2 separate regions of the Mus musculus genome follow, and region 2 is linked to region 1. The links are chromatin contacts, called in public HiChIP or PLAC-seq maps. All regions are on one chromosome and are shown on one strand. Each heading gives the region's core, a stretch centred on a gene start, on an enhancer-like site or on the middle of the called end of the contact. The rest is flanking DNA. Distances are from core to core; before and after follow the strand shown. Region 1 holds the start of Cd1d1 (CD1d1 antigen). Region 2 overlaps Lrba (LPS-responsive beige-like anchor).

Region 1 (4,073 bases), core at 438-2,937:
GGGAGCAATATCCAGTAAAATCAGGTCTAGTGGATTAGAGCCACCTCCAGGAGCACAGCCAGGAGGGAGAAGCCTGCCCTCTAGGACTCTTACAACACTGGGGCCCAGGAGAGAAGGTTGGTGAAGGCAGAATGGGAGGAGTCAGGTTAGGCAATGTGATTCTCGCGTTCTGACAAGCCTCCAGCTGGGACAGCGAAGGGGTCAAACTAACATTTCTGTAATGACAAGGCCTATGTGTTAGGAAGAAAGGCCAACAAAGATAGCTGCCGCCCAGTGTGTGGAGATGGGCTGGCTAGCTTTCCAGTCTTTATTCACACTGTCTGGGAAGCTTGAGGAGGCTCTCTGAGAAAATTACATTGGAGTTTGAAGTCTGAGTGGACACTAGGCAGGCGCTTGGAGGTCAGAGGTCCCCAAGGGGTCTATTTGTGCAGAGATCTGAGGAAGAAGCTGTATCTAAGGGACGAAAGCATGTGAGACTTAGAGTAGGGTCCCAAACGATGCTCCAAGGCAAGCCAGAGCATGGGCAGAATGATCCTAGAGGCTATACCGATCAATGATGGGGTTTTTTCCTACCTCGTGGAAGGTATTTCATATAGTTGAAGCAGAAGGTTGCGGTTATGTTAAGGGTAGAGACATAGAGAAGAGGCCTACTTAGGAGACAAGGCAAAAAGACAGAGCAAAGCATACAACGGGGTGACTAAAAAGGAACGAGGAAGATGGTATCAGGATGCTTGCTGCAGGAGTACGATTTACCAAGGATGACTTCTCCTTTCTCACAGTAACTGAAATTTTGAGCAACTGTTTTTGTCACTACTTGTTTTAAGCGTGAGAAGTTGGGAATGGCCCTACAAACTCACAGGCGCGCCCTGTAATCTTACCTCTGTTCTCAAAAACAAGAGGTTCGGTATTTGCGAGTGAGTGGGAAAGACATCTGTCTGCAGGTGTATGGCCCGTGTTTTCGCTGTGCTGAAGCGCTTCGAGGGGGCACATCTCGTCACTTTTGGCTTTTCCTCACATCAGACTGACACAAGTCTTCGATTTTCGCAAATCATGACAGTACAATATACAGAACAAAATAAAAACTAAAAATAAAATATGCCTGTACTCTCCCAAAATGGAGTCGGGGACAGCCAGAGGGCAGGTAAGGCAAGGGAGAAAAGAAACCAGGGTAAGGGGAAAAAGAATCTGACATGGGAAACTGTGGGCATACGAAAGCTATGAAGGAACTTAACCCGCCTAGTCCTATCCTCTCAATGAACCACTAGAAGAATCACATCTATTATTATCATTATCATTATTTTAATGTGATATTTATAGATATCTGGGAGGATCCAAACTTGTAAATGGAGCACCTGCAGACAGCCCCTGCTAGCTAGACCAAAACGTCCCTTCTATTTTTCCCCTTGCATTTTTAATACCATCGGAGTTGTAACCGAAATACAATTTTGTCTTGCTTTCGATATTGAGACGATAGTCTCAACCTCATTCTTTAGTATAACGGAAAGACATTTTTGTTGTTGTTGTTTTGTTTTGTTTTGTTTTGTTTAAAAGTGGTTTGCGTAGCGGTTCTGAGTAAAGCTGCACTCCAACCCTCAACTACCAGGGGGTTTGGCTTTGTCAAAGAGTAATTTACCAATCGTGCCTGCGCGTCCTTCCGGGTTTTGCTGGCTCTGCACCAAAAACCCCAGAGCCTTTGTGTACCAGTCCGGGAGCAGAGTAAAGCGCAGAAGTCGGAGCCGAGGGCTGTGTAGAACTCTGGCGCTATGCGGTACCTACCATGGCTGTTGCTGTGGGCATTCCTACAGGTCTGGGGACAATCTGAAGGTGAGTGAGTAAAAGCGCACACAATCTAGAGAAGGGAGGAAGGGAGGGAGAAAGAGGCTGGCTACAAGCTCTGTGCAGTAGTGGGCGGGTGGAGGTGGGCTTCCCGGCTTGCAACAACAGTGGGAGGAGCAATGTATGGCTGCGGCTCAGGGCTTAGCTCAGTTCAGAACTACACTGAGCCTGCCTTTCCTTCCGCAAGCGCAGCTAAAGCTGAGCTTTTTCCTACTGCAGTCTGTCCTCAGACTGAGCCCACTCGCTAAGTTCTTTCCTTTTCCTTTGTTTCCAGCCCAGCAAAAGAATTACACCTTCCGCTGCCTGCAGATGTCTTCCTTTGCAAACAGAAGCTGGTCCCGCACAGACAGCGTGGTCTGGCTGGGGGATCTGCAGACTCACCGTTGGAGTAATGACTCAGCCACCATCAGCTTCACGAAGCCATGGTCCCAGGGCAAGTTGAGTAACCAGCAGTGGGAGAAGTTGCAGCATATGTTTCAAGTCTATCGAGTCAGCTTTACCAGGGACATACAGGAATTAGTCAAAATGATGTCACCTAAAGAAGACTGTGAGTGGAGGGGTTGGAACCCTGAACCCAGTGGGCAGGAGTGATCCAGACCCCAGCTGGATAACTGTGGGCATCGGGCATAGCTTCTCTTCTCTGTCCACCCTTATGGTTTTACTTCTGTCTAAAAGTAACCCTTGTCCCTTCTAAAAATAGCCCATTTCTGCTCTAGGGCACCATGATCATTTTCCTCAACTGGCACTTAACGATAATCTTCATACCAATTCCTTTCTTCCAAATCCCTTAATCATGAACTCTTTGGTCTCTGCCTACTCCTCCTTACAGATCCCATTGAGATCCAGCTGTCTGCGGGCTGTGAAATGTACCCTGGGAATGCTTCGGAAAGCTTTTTACACGTAGCATTTCAAGGAAAATATGTCGTGAGATTCTGGGGAACGTCCTGGCAGACAGTCCCAGGGGCCCCATCTTGGTTAGACTTGCCCATCAAAGTGCTCAACGCTGATCAAGGGACAAGTGCAACCGTGCAGATGCTCCTGAATGACACCTGCCCCCTATTTGTCCGTGGTCTCCTAGAGGCAGGGAAGTCAGACCTAGAGAAGCAAGGTCAGCTGGCTATTTTCACCCTGGCTCTCCACTTGGATCCATCTAGGTTTTTACATCACTGTCAGCTGTAGAGGAAGGGCAAGGACTAGGAAGAGATGAGTAAGGCCTGTGGGGTTTATTTTCTCACTGACAGCCACTCTTGGGTTCTATAAATTGAGTTAAATAAAACTGGGGATGAAAACTGAGCCATGCCATATTTGAGGCAGGCTGTACCAGCTGAAATTCAGATTGTTCCAGAGTACAGAGGAGGGCTACAGGAGACTCAGATCAGGGAGGGGGGTAGAAGTATCAGGGATGGTCTTCCTAGCCAGAGGGAGACAAATGGATTAAACTAATAGGCAACTTCATCTCCAGAGGTGGACCTGTGGGAAGCATGAACTTGATTGGAGACCTGGAGCCCCTAATATAAAATGTCTTGCTTTAAATTTTTTTTCTTATTCTCTTGATGAGTACAGAGAAGCCAGTGGCCTGGTTGTCCAGTGTCCCCAGCTCTGCACATGGCCATAGGCAGCTGGTGTGTCATGTCTCTGGCTTCTACCCAAAACCTGTGTGGGTGATGTGGATGCGGGGTGACCAGGAGCAACAGGGTACTCACAGAGGTGATTTCCTGCCAAATGCTGATGAGACATGGTATCTTCAAGCAACCCTGGATGTGGAGGCTGGAGAGGAAGCTGGCCTGGCCTGCAGGGTGAAGCACAGCAGCCTAGGAGGACAGGATATCATCCTCTACTGGGGTAAGAAAGAACTGGAGCCTGGGTTGCCAGTGAGCAGAGGCAGCCATCAAACATGGAGCGGGAGTTGAACAGATCTAGATTCAGAAATGAAGCCCCTAACTATTATAGAAGAGCTAGAAGGAGGGAATTCTAGATAAAAAAGAAACCCCAAAAGACTTGAGATAAGATGTTCTCTGTATAAGAAGAAAGAAGACCCAGAAACTGACAAGATCCAGAGGTCAGTGGCAAATAAAGAAGTTTGGGAAGAGCCATTCCCCAGTAGAGAGGACCCAAGGCCCAAGGCATAGCTGCAGTATATTGGGCGTGTCCTGGGTGAGCACTGGACATTTTGCTGCCCCTACTTCCACTTGTCCCTTAGCTTTGAAGCAAGTGTTGTTATTTTGAGTTTAAGAATG
Region 2 (3,622 bases), core at 915-3,414, 240 kb after region 1:
ACAGAATCTTGTTGTTATATAACCCATACCAGCCCCCCATAGACGCCATTCCCATAAGGAGAAAGCTGACATAGATTAGCATGTCTGATTGCAAAGAGGAAAAAAAAAAATGCCACCTTTCCATCAAATCAAAACCAGAATGCAAGAATGTTAAAGTACTTTACTGAAATAGTACACACACAAATCTATGCAGCACCCTCACATTCGGCAACCATTTGTTCCAAAAGCTAATAGACTGAGGCTGTAAAGAAAAATTACTTTGAAACCTAAAAGTGTGGCATACATGGTTAGTTTCTAAATCCCAGTTTATGATTTATGAGTGTAATATAAATTAGTGAATAAATAATAACTGTTGTATGTTTTCATCTTGTTTGTATAAGGACAATCATGCCAAAGTTGGAAGTGTTTAATTTAAATACCAATTTAGTGAACCAAAGGAGCATACTTTCTGAGAATTTGGAGGAGGTGGTCTGGTCCGGCCTGCATTGTTCTGAAGGGAAAACCTTTCACTGGAGGAATCTTGGCCTAAGAGAGCGGACTGGGGTGAGCTCACAAGGTGCGGAGCTTTCTGCAGAAAACACCTTTCGTTGAAATGGTCCTGGTTAATGTTACAAAAACCATCCACAACCAAGTGGAAGACTATTTTCAGCCTTCTTATTGGAAAGCTGCATTCCACAGCAGATAACCATCGCAAGACAATAGAGCCAAAGGTGAAAAACGGCCTGTCTGCCTGCGGAGAGCAAGCCTTTGGCTGCATGATCTAGACAGGTTTCATAAAACATCCAAGTCATTTTTAAAGCTCCAAATTATACTATTTATAGGTTTTATCCAAGTTGAGTTACCCTGATTTTTATCCAACTAATACACATATTAACATTGTATAACATTAGGTTAAAATAGTTACACAGCTACCAACTCTCTATATAGCAACAATTATTAGATTTGAAGAAAATGGTATTTGGCTCTTGCTTATGATCCTTGCAAGTAAAATCACTAACTCTTCTTGTAATTTTAGAATTTAAAATAAAATTAAATTGCTGAACCTAGGAACTATAAAATGCAGAAAAAAGCAATAGGATGCTCTCCACCTCTTTTTTTGTTTCCTTTCATGTAATAAAAATATTGAGGTTAAAGTACTCCTGTGTATTTACCAGCCATCCTACAAGTGTGTGCATGCCAGCATGTGGCCGTTCTCAGGGGTCTTCCTGTCGCTTTGAGACATAGCGGAGGCAGGAGTCTGGACGCTCGCTCATCTGAGGCATCGGCTTCAGCCTTCAGTGGCTGCTCACAGCTTTCGCTGTGCCAGAGGATCAGAGAACTGAACCAGTTGAGACTGTCTGCTATTTGTTTTTAAAAGCTTAGATTGGCTTTTTAATCTTTTTCCCTAATGTGTATAAATTCTCAGAGTAAGAAAAAGTACCTGTTTGTCTTTCTTACAGACTCGTTCTTCAAAGGTAAAGTGAAATTGAATTGGAGCATCAGATATTATAAAAGGGCCAGAAAAGATGAGGTAATATAAGTTATTCAAAATACATTACAGTTTTCTGAAAATTGTATTAGATGTTCTGTGTTTCTGTTTTTTTCTCTTCTTCATTGTGTACATTTCTAGGTGTTACTGCCCACCATGTTTCAGACGAGAGAATGGTGGACATTGCATGCAACATTTTAATATGTAGCCAAGATGGAGTCTGTGAAGTGATTTATGTCTGCTGAACACCTTGTGCCTCTGATAACAGTTCCTACCATTGCTTTATTTTACAGACAAGAGAGAGGGAGAGAGAGAGAGAGAGGGAGAGAGAGAGAGAAGAGAGAGAGAGAGAAAGGGGGGGGGGAGGCACAGCAGAGCCAGGAACTTAGATTTCTCTTACAGTGAATCTCAGTGTTTGATCACTCCTTCTTGATTCACTATTTAAATGACATACATACAAAAACCATCTCTAGGGCAATTTGTAAGGTACTTAAATAAACAACATATTTAAATACATGCATATATCATTTAATGTGTAAGTAGATATAAAATACTCTGAAAATCTAAAGTTTTCTAATTTTAAAACATAATTAAATCTCTGAAATGCTATACAGTTCCATGCAGGAATAGCCAGTAGGGCTTTAGCTGTTTCTCAGAATACACAAGGCTGGAAACTGCGTATCATAGAGAAGGTAATCACGATGAGTGAAAAACAAAGACTCACATATCTGTCTTCGTGGGTACAAACTGCTATACATGCACAAAACGTTGTAAGGCAAGAAAAAGGCTTTCCTAAATTCTTTGAGAGACAAATAACAAACTGGTAGATTTATGTATTACCAAATTTAGGTTTGCCTGATATAATTACTCTTATATTTAGAAAAACAGGAAAAGAGAAACTGAAAGTAGTCACTCAATCTAGGAGGCCAGGACGGGAGAGGCATCAGAGGCCACCACAGCAATCAAAGGGTCATAGTATATATTTAGAAAATCCAAGCCCCCGAGTGTTCTATCCTTTTACGTTAATTGTAATTATATATAAAGCAGAGTTGTCTGTGTAAGTCAGAGATGTGCACAAAGCACACTTCCCCAAAGTACAAACACACACTACAGCTCACTCTGACCGCTGAGACTGGATTGCCCACAGTATCAGAACTTTAACTTTTTTCTATTCTATTCACATATAAGATTATCTTTGATTAAAGTCAGAAATAGGTCCATTAGATATTAACTGAATACAATGTTTGTGATCTAATGCAAAAATCTCTCAAGTGCATAAAAAGAAAAAAAATAGCTTTAAAAAAACTTTGCATTTTACGAAATAAATATTAGCATTTTTTGAACAAAGTGTTCACTGTCACACAAGTACTACCCATTTTTTTCACAACCCAGAGAAGTCAATCGAAAATGTGACAAGGTGAAATACATTTACACCCAGACAAGGTGCAGTATTCAGGTAATAACATGAGCTTTCCTTAGCCAAATACACTGCAAGCAGCTCTCAATTAAAACACGGTAAATATTTAAGAACAGTCACAGAGTCTACCTTATGAGATAGAAATCTATAGCTATTCTTACAGGAACTCTTCTCTGTTGTCATAATCATTTTAATTAAATTCTCATTTTTCAGGTGGTCCCTTTAATTGTTTTTCCTACTTCTTAATGTGTTTTTTAAAGCCATCTCTTGACTGCAGCTGTGTGCGGTTGATTTTAATGGTGGCTGTTTCCTTTTTTGCCTTCTGTGAATTACAATTTTAAATGGTTACACATTTTTTTGTTGTTGTTTTACTGCCTTCAGCAGTTTCTGAAGGAATTTAATGCTGTTGGTGAACATTTCCATTTCCCATCTGAAAAGCCAGGAGCCGATTTGAATCTTCCATATTGGCCTTTTATGACCTGTTTTATCTTTTAATATGTAAATGAAAGTATTATAAAGTTGTAGATTTCCGGAATTATAACTTTTAATTTTCTTTTTTAAAACATGAATTCAATCAACAAGAAAATATGTAATTTCTCTTTTATGTTACAGGTTATATTGTTCATGAGAACACCTCTACTTTAGCTGGTGACACTAGTGCAGCCAAGCATGGGTATAACATGAAAACAAGGGGTTCACATATGAACATGAATTATCAGTGAATTTAGAAATCAGCT

Evidence for each region. HiChIP or PLAC-seq counts read pairs in DNA pulled down with a chosen protein or histone mark.
Region 2: a contact with region 1 is called in an H3K4me3 HiChIP or PLAC-seq map of bone marrow-derived macrophages, with 3 times the contacts expected there. The contact joins the enhancer-like site here to the promoter of Cd1d1 in region 1. A contact is called at or near these places in 5 of 39 promoter capture datasets (3T3-L1-derived adipocytes, cranial neural crest, embryonic stem cells and 2 more), 6 of 115 datasets of contacts at active chromatin or transcription factors (bone marrow-derived macrophages, craniofacial prominence, embryonic basal ganglia and 3 more) and 2 of 9 other capture datasets (adipose tissue and pancreatic islet).

What each region holds. Positions count from the first base shown.
Region 1 is chr3:86,996,943-87,001,015 of GRCm38.p6, reverse strand. It overlaps Cd1d1 (CD1d1 antigen), which reads left to right and starts at 1,687. Exons shown (of 6, transcript NM_007639.4): 1 at 1,687-1,824; 2 at 2,111-2,383; 3 at 2,666-2,944; 4 at 3,400-3,678. The coding sequence starts at 1,764.
Region 2 is chr3:86,757,658-86,761,279 of GRCm38.p6, reverse strand. The region is part of intron 53 of Lrba (LPS-responsive beige-like anchor); the gene reads right to left. Among named protein-coding and RNA genes, the nearest start is that of Gm52625, 9.2 kb to the right of the region's middle. Within about 2 kb of position 2,164, at least 44 of the 459 cell types and tissues checked have an H3K27ac peak or open chromatin away from gene starts, as enhancers often do. A contact at or near this core is called in bone marrow-derived macrophages, where this site is marked.